Linked DNA regions of Gossypium hirsutum: region 1 is linked to region 2. The links are chromatin contacts, called in public Hi-C maps. All regions are on one chromosome and are shown on one strand. Each heading gives the region's core, a stretch centred on a gene start, on an enhancer-like site or on the middle of the called end of the contact. The rest is flanking DNA. Distances are from core to core; before and after follow the strand shown.

The links. Hi-C and Micro-C count contacts between places; a contact is called where the count stands out from the background.
Region 1: a contact with region 2 is called in a Hi-C map of leaf, with 5 times the contacts expected there. The contact joins the promoter of LOC107957008 here to the promoter of LOC107957043 in region 2. A contact is called at or near these places in 2 of 34 Hi-C or Micro-C datasets (both in leaf).

Annotation. Positions count from the first base shown.
Region 1 is chrA05:84,978,368-84,982,764 of Gossypium_hirsutum_v2.1, forward strand. It overlaps LOC107957008 (phosducin-like protein 3), which reads right to left and starts at 2,192. Exons shown (of 4, transcript XM_016892436.2): 1 at 1,773-2,192; 2 at 1,283-1,426; 3 at 494-699; 4 at 13-318. The coding sequence starts at 2,014. The coding sequence ends at 164. LOC107957009 (a long non-coding RNA gene) reads right to left here. Exons shown (of 10, transcript XR_005926775.1): 8 at 4,342-4,397; 9 at 3,783-3,918; 10 at 3,112-3,651. LOC107957007 (ankyrin-3) reads left to right here. Exons shown (of 4, transcript XM_016892435.2): 4 at 1-85.
Region 2 is chrA05:84,371,484-84,376,125 of Gossypium_hirsutum_v2.1, forward strand. It overlaps LOC107957043 (mitochondrial import receptor subunit TOM20), which reads right to left and starts at 2,915. Exons shown (of 6, transcript XM_016892476.2): 1 at 2,610-2,915; 2 at 2,446-2,524; 3 at 2,155-2,324; 4 at 2,007-2,054; 5 at 1,509-1,604; 6 at 1-306. The coding sequence starts at 2,705. The coding sequence ends at 166.

The DNA.
Region 1 (4,397 bases), core at 942-3,441, 610 kb after region 2:
GAGAATTGGAGCTAAGAATTGCATCCCAATTTGTTGGAAACATGATAAAGATGTTATAACAAATACAATACCATTTGTTCCTGAAGCAGCAAAGAAGCCACTCTCTGTCAATGGTAATCATTCTTTTACCAATCAAAAGAAATAAAATCAACTGACCAAACATTCAATCACTTGAAGACCCGTCATCATCATGATCTTCATGCTCCGTAACAACTTTCTCTATGAACCTCTTTCGAACTCCTTCGAGAACAGATGCATTGCTCCCACTTTGACCATCATTCAGTACAGGATCTGATTGACAAAGAACTAAGGCCACACCTATATCACATACAAATGAGGAACAAAATTATGTTGAAATCGGATTGAGATATGGAATTTCAATTAAAATGGCTGAAAAGCAAAAGAAAGACGAAGAAATGTGCAAAACAAGGATCGAAGAGCAGTAAACATAATTTATTTAAAAAACAAGTGATTTCCTTCACATATAGCAAACCTTCAGGCGTGCATCTGCGGCCAAAACTATGCAAGCCTACATAATTTGCTTTCACCGCTCCGTTGTTATACACCAAGAGTGTGGGAAGATTACGATCTGGGTAGTTAGGAATGCAATCTGTAGATATTATCTTGACAAACTTTGTTGCAGGGTATTTAACTGCCAATTCTTCCAAACACTGCAAGAGCAGCCCACACTCTGGAAATCTATAAGAGATGTCGGTAAAGAAGAAAATCAGTCAATGCAAGGAACCTGTCAACTCTCTTAAACTTAACAGCATGGCATTAACACCAATTTTATATGAGCATGAGCATCCATACATTTCATGGTTCCAAGTCTCAGTTTTCATTCTAAGTTTATTGAATTTTGAAGATAACTATAGAATATAGAGCAAAGACAAGGGAAATGTGCAACATCGATGCAAAAGTTATGGAAGAAAGATCATTTATAAATTTCATGGTTCACAAGTCGTGGATTTATTCGCATTTATAAACCAGTACACAGTTCCTATTGAATTTCATTGACATCCATATAATATCGAGCAAAGAAAAGGGGAATGACTTGGTTAGAATGACCAACACTTGAAGATGCAGAAAGCACCAAACATTGCACTAAGCAAATAAAGCCCATCAATAACGGAAAACCGGAACAAGAAGAGGAATAATATATTATGATGAGCATAAAGATTCTATGATGCCTATTTCGATGCATACAAAGAAACATAATTGTTACAATTTTAATAACTAATGTTAGCATAAAAAGAGATCCAACTGTTTCAAATGTTAATACCCTTCTTTGTAGAGAATGACAACAACCCAGACATCCTGAGGAGCTTGCGAAACCTCCCGTACAAAATCGGATCCGGAAATTGGCATAACCGATCCATACTTTGAAATCTTAACAGCTTTCCTCATCTCAGCCAGCCTCTTCTTTCTATCAAAACAACACCATTTTGTCAATTGAACTTCAGAAACATAGATATCAATGAAAACCCAGATTCCAATGAATTCAATCACTAGGAAAAAGTTCAATCAATCATAAATCTGTTACAAAATTAATAATCAACCTGGTATCATCTTTTAAGTTAAATAAAAACTAACTCTTTATTTTTCATCCATTTTACAAGCTATAGAATATGAAAACTATCCTTTCAACTGATATATTTAAAAAGTTTATCTAAATGAACGAAAGCATCTATTAATTCAATTAAAAAGAATCAATAAAGTCTTAATCCTCGAAATTAAATCTGAACAAAAAAAAAAGAGTTAAAAGAGTAAACCTGTATTCTTCAAGGAATCTATCATCATCGACATCATCTTCGATTTCTTCAAGCTCTTCTTCAGTCTTTTCATCGATCCAAGACTTGTCCTTAGGGACGGAATCCGGGTCAGGTGCGGGTTCAAAAGGGTCAGGCTTGAAAGCTGGTGGCTTTGGGGGTAAATTCCCAAGCTTTCTTTGAATATCATCCCATTGAGTGGAAGCTCCTTCGACGTCTTTGTAAACGAAATGGTAATCCGCCATTGTTTTACAGCAATCGGAGCTTCCTCTTTGGATCTCTGCCTCTAGTACGAACACAAAGGAAAGAAGAAAAATTGAAAAGGAGAACAACGATCGAGAGGTTGCTAATAGATCAAGTCAGGCCTAAGTAGGAAGGCCCGGTAATAAACCATAAGGCCGAAATTATGTTTTTGATGAATTTAGTCCCTCTTCTATTAAAAAGATTCAAATAAGTCGAAAGTATAATAGAATTAACATTTACAGCATACAAATATCTCTAAAATTTTCAAGTTCTGTTCAATTAAAAAGAAGTTCATTTACCATAAAATTTTTATAAATATTAAATTTATTTCAATTTAACTTTATTTGATTTTTTTTAATAGTATAGAGATCAATTTGATTCATGTAATAGTAGAGGGATTAATTTGACTATAGGGACCTCTTACATACATTCATCTTTGAATTTTATAAAATATTTTTCAATTTTTTTGAATTTTTTAAATAAAAAATTACTTATGACAAAATGATAATGAGATTGTTAAAATATAAAATTAATTAGGATAAATTACATTATCTTATTTTATTAACGTGGTGGGAACTTAAGATTTTAATGTTAGATTACTTGAAAATATACTACTAGATTGCCTTTATTATAATATTTTTTCCATGTATAAGTAAAATAACTGAAATAATTTTAGACATTATTAGCATGCAAAATATTTGTGATAAATTTCTGAATTTTATAATAAGATTAATAAAATAGCATATATCTTTTAAAATATATTTATTTTTTCTAAAAAAATCAATTGCATTTATGAATATTTAAAAATATATATAATAAATATGCATATTCTCAATTCAAATGTAAAGTCATGAATAAAGTTTTGTATAATTAAAGCAGATCAAATTTAAATATATAAATATTAATATAATTAAAGCCAATCTATTTTATTTAATTAAATAAAACTTATAAAAAGAAATAGTAAAATTGTGATAAAATTAATATTACTTTGAGAATCTTACATTATCTAACTGTGGTTGTAAGATTACTTCTATAGTACCAAATTTTAGCATTGTTTAGAATGTTAAATTCCTATGTTGAGTAATATTTATGTTGAGTAATTTTGTCTCATATCTTATTAATAAGAATATTCGAATATTTATACATACTATTACTGTTCATGACATGATCTTACTGTTTATGACCTAACCCCACTATTCTTAGGACCGACCCTCTGAGCGGACCTTGGGCATGCTGGACATGTGTTCCATTCTGGGTCGCCGGCTAGAGCATGCAATTTTCATCCTACGAGCTCCTTGGTAACATGCGAACAAAGACCGTAAGCCCCATTGCTATTCTTTCGTTGTTCGCCTCAAATTAATCCATCTGGTGGGTTGCTGATAGGTGACCCGGATCTTAACTGGAATTCGGGTCGGTGATTACTAATGTATAACAATCTAATCCCCCAGTGGGCCTCAGGAGGGTTACAAAGTGACGCTTATTAGATGTATTACATCAAGTTTAAATGCAGCTTGTTGGGTATGCTACGAGCTGTGATGCGCAACGCATGTTCTGCCGCATGTACGAATAAGTTTTGTCTACTTGCATCTGACCGTTGGCATTTGAACCGTTTCCGTTTGCTTGCATCTGAATCATTGATCTTTCATGATCATGTAAAACGTCAAAATGTGGGAAGAGAAACCCCTTCTAAAAAGGGGATCTACAGAGCCTTAAGCCCCTCACTTCTAGTATTTTCAACAATCAGATTCAAGGTAACTTCGGAGAACTTACTTTTGCTTCGTAAATTTTCATTTTCTTCTTTTACTCAAATCATGATGAGAATGAGGGGAATCGGTAACCGAATAATCCAAAGCCATCTACAGCGAGAACGATCACCTAAGGTTTTGGTGACAGTTAACTTCTATACCTGCATTACGAAAATGGAGGAAATGCAGTGAGTTTTGGTCATACGAGGGATAAAGATTCCCCACTCCGCATATGAATTTTCCATTCCAGAGGGTCCCTACAGGCTAAGTGTAACCATCGAGGATAACTTCCTACTCCCCTTCACGCACTCAAGGCTGGGTTCTATCTGTCGTTGCACCCTTTCTTCTACAGCCTGCTCAGGGACTACAAAATTGCCCCTGGTCAACTTTTGGGTTTCTCCTAGTGGAATGTGGTAGCATACTTCATTGATTGCTGCTAGCACAACGAGGTTCCCCTGCTCGCTATTTTCAAGCAGCTGTACCAATTAAAAAGCTACAGCCGGGAGAACCCATCGGTGTTTTACTACTTTTCTCTACGCAAAAAGGTATAGACCATTATTTCAAATCTGTGTTGCAATATTCACCTGAATCGAGGGAAGTATATACGAGTCCAAAGTAAACTTGGTGATGGTTTTGATTT
Region 2 (4,642 bases), core at 1,665-4,164:
ATTGTTTCATACAGAAATCTTTATCAGATTGGATCATTGATATGAAAGTACTAAGGTCAAAAAAATAAGTACTCATAACATACAGTTCTCAAATTTCCTTCAAATGTCTCGACTCAAAAGGATGAAGGCTGTCTGAATCACTCGGGAGAATGTTGATGTGGTCGCTTATAGCGGGGGTGGTGGCGGTGGGGAGGGTGGCATTTGTGATTTTGCAAACCCAACCCATGCAACAATGCCAACAGCAAGGATTATCCATCCACATATGTCATATTTGAGATCACTGCTGGTCTTATTCTTTGTAGCAGTCTGCAAGATGGTAGACAGAATTCGTAAGAAAAACAAAAGCAGATGCAAAAAGGGTCATCAGAAAAGAGCATGCCCTCAACAGAACACCAATATACAAGATAAGCACTTCAAATGAAACAAACTTGAAATAGTTTTAAACAATCACACCTACAAACTGGGACCTGGGAGTGAATAAAATAGCCAGGATACTATTCCCAGCACAATAATCCTCTTATTCGGCGCAAAAAGAATTTCACAGGAAATGGAGAAAATCCACTAGTTCAGATCAGAATCCCACGAGTGAGTTACATGAACCCTTTATCTCCATCACACTGGATTGATGTTTATACTATGATGTAGACTCCTTTCAACAATATGTGCAACTGTATGTCAGATCTTTTGCATGCTTTATCCCTCTCCATTCTACATTGCTTCCATTAAAACAAAATGACGCCGGCATACAAAAGATCCAACATCTACATCATACATGATTCAATCACCAAAAGCATTCTCCTAAATTACACCCTGCTACAGCTGCTTTCCTCATTTCAGTCATGCTATGTTTCTAACTGCCTGATGCATATTGACATAAAGCATTGTTGGTCCTTTGCCACAGTATAAATTTCTCTTGTGATTAGATGTCACACATTTCTCCAAAGCAATTTCATCTCATCCTACTCTAATCTTAAAGATTAATTGATTACCACTCTGCATCAGCTCTCCTTCACCAATCAAACCTAATGTCGAAAAATAACCTCTCATGCACAATTTCTCACACTCAGATCTCTAAAGAAATATAAATAATAACCATCAAACTAAGCTACATATCTCTCAAAGCAATAATTCTATAATAAAAGACAGAAACCATAGGCCAGAACCCGCTCTAAGGGGCTTGGGCATGCACTTGAATATGATGCATGTTATACATAAAAGAGTAAATCCCTTAAATTAACCATAATATGACTGCAATCCATAGAACGTTCTGACTTCTTCCTCAGAAAATATAGAAGATATCAAATGTAAATCAACAGAAAACAAAGACTAAAGACCAACTAACTAACCTTGATCTTTTAAAACGCATATGTAAATAGTGCAAAATAATCAATCTATTAAGCAGCACATTACAACACAAGCCACATAGAGATTATAGGAGAAAAAGAAGGGGAAGGGAAAGTGCAGATATGAAGAAGGGAAACATAAAGGGAAAAAACTAAGAAGATTGCCTTTGTTGAATTGGAGGAAGTAGAAGTAGAAGGTCCAGCCCCAAGCGTCTGTTGACCTAAACCATGCTTAATGATTTCCTGGTGTAATTCTGGAGCCTGAGGAAAAAGAAAAGGATGCTTTTAATACAGAAACAATTAAATGCACTCGAGTGAAATAAAAGTAAGGAGGACCACAAAGAACAAACTGCATACGGCTCATTTTGAACTTTGAACTTGATACCTCCCCTCACAGGCTTTAAGCGCAAAATTTCTAATCAATTGACCGTTTACAAACTAATCAACAGTTAACATTTCCTAATATATGTATCACTACAAATCCATCTAAGAAGTAATGAAATATAATACATTCCTCCCATCAATATTAAACAAGGTCCACGCCACATTTTCACAACAAAATACAATAAGTTGTAGTAGCTATTAAAAGATATATATCACAAGAAACACGGAGCATTACCCAAGATTCATTAACCCAATATAAAGAAAAGAGAGAGGAAATACCTTGGCAGATATTTCTAAAGACTTAAGGTAAATGTCATTGCTCGGGTCCTACATATATGCATCACAAAGCAAACATGTCAAGAAAGTATATACATAGTCAGAATCAAAACTATGGCGACCAACATTTACTAAATGAAAATTAAATTACCTCATCGACTGCTTGCTGGAAATATTGAGCAGCCTTTTCGAAATAAGGCCTTGCCTCGTCCTCCTTGTTAGTCAGAAACGCAAAAGAAGTCTGAGCATTTCCCAAGCACCATAAAGCATCATGCTTTCTAGGGTTAATAGATAAAGCCTCCTCTAGTTTCGAAATAGCATCTATTTAAAGAAGAAAAAAATTCATATCTAATCTAAATTAGTTGCTTTACCAATTACAATAAATTTCAATAGCCAATAAAACAAATTATTGGATTCAAAAAATATATATATATTAAAGAACCTTGAATCATTTTCTGAGAATCTGGAACGCTTTGAAACTGAGACAACTCCAGTAAAGCTCCGGCCCATCTGGTCAAATTCTGCCAAGAAAACAAGATTTTAAACAATAGCCAAAAAATCATTTTAATTAGAAAAAGAAAAGATCGAAGGAAGCAGAAAGCGAACATCGGCATCGAGAGGATTGGAAGCGTAAGTAGCCTCGGAAATTTTACGAGCTTGCTCGAAAAAGAGCAACCTATCGAGATCGTTGGACATTTCCATGGCTTTGGTTTCCGGTTAAATCTTTAGTATGAATTATCTGTACGGACAAATGTTAGAGCGTATCCAAATCAAGACTCCGTGTCTTTGGAAGGAGCCCTAAAGACTTTGACAGAGTGAATCTTTCTTTACTTCAGCATCTGCAATATTCTTATTTTATTTTCCTCCTTTAAAATTGGGCTCTTTGAGAATGGGCTTCTTGTTCTAAATGAAACCTTTGCTACAATACAACCACCGTTAGTATTTATTTGGATCTTTATTACACCTAATATTTCTTTTTGCTTCAGTGCACTTAAACTCACGTCTTTTTGCATTAGTAATAATATCTATACCAATCGAATTAAGACTCAATCGACGAATCATAAACAATTTTAAATAAGTAGTTTTCGCGTTTGGAGTTAAATGACATTTTTAACCTTTTTTTTTAAGAATTTAACTTTAACTTATGATCCATTCTGTATTTTATGTAATATTTATTTTCGGTATACAATTGTTTTTCTATTGAAATTTATTTCAAGTATATAATATTATATATTTAAATTTTAAATGATTATATTTTAATATGTAAAATATAGTTTATATATTCAAATTGAATTTTAAAATATTTAAATTTATATTTCATATATCAAAATATTAATAAATGAGTTACAATAAATTATTTTTTATATCCTTATTAAAGTATCATAATATTAACAAATTTATACATTATTTAATGCATATTTTTACTTTACAATATCATGTCTGAAATAGATATTTTATTTTTCAAAAATATTTTTTGACAGTAATACTAAACACTTTAATTTTAAGCCAAATTTTTTAAAAACATTTTTTCATATCACTTTTCAAAACCATTTTTCAAAAGTAATGAAAAATAACCCTAAATCTTTCCCCTTGAAAGTTTAGTTGTAAAGCAAGTGTCTCGCTTGAATTTACTCACAAAAATGTACTCAAAACACAAGTTCCTAAATTGAACAAAGATAAGTGCTCTTAGTTATGTTCTACCTAGAACAAGCCATTCATATATTAGAGTTTTAACTTCCTAAGATTAAGGTGGTCAATTTCATTCCAGTATCAACCGAAATGCTTTGTTTCGACAATAAACCAGTGTTAGGTTTGTAAAATAAGTCTAAAAATAAAACTTAATAAACCAGGATATATCATGTCAAATCATCAAGAATAAATCAAGAACAAAACTAGATGCAAAAGCGTACCTAAATCCTTGAATTCCTTGAAATTTTTTCGGATCTTGGGGATTTGATCTTCCAAATTACCACACAAAAAATTCAGAGAATATTTGCTCTCTCTTTTCTAAGGATGAGATATTAGAAAAGATATATTGTTGTGTAATTTAGGGACCATAATCCTAATATGTATAACCTTGGCATATTAGTTCTAATTCCTAATTAACCCATCATTAATTAGAATTTGATTAGAACTCAATTACTAGAGTATCTACACATATTTGACCCATACTTTATTTAATAATTCAAGCCTGATAAAACTTTAATCAAATTAGATCACTTTTATTCGAGCTAACCTATCATGATAGTAAATAATAACATGTAATTATCCTTATTATATATGTGATGTCCATATTTTCCAACAATCCCCCACTTGGAGCACATATATATACTAATTACTCTATAATTACATGTCATTATATAACCTTATGAGCTCAAAATTTTACTATCATATCCAAAAGGTATTCCGAACAATCTTGTCCATTAATTATGTTAACATAGAACCAAGGCGACTTTCCTTACATATATAGTAACTAAATCCATCCATGGTCACGTATATTTACACAACCAAATGACATAGATCAAGTATGGATGTGTAGCATGGGAATTATATGCAATATGATCTAAACATGTCTATTTCCAACTGATCCTATTTAGTGAGATCAAACCTTACCAAAATCAAAGTGTGAATAAACCAAA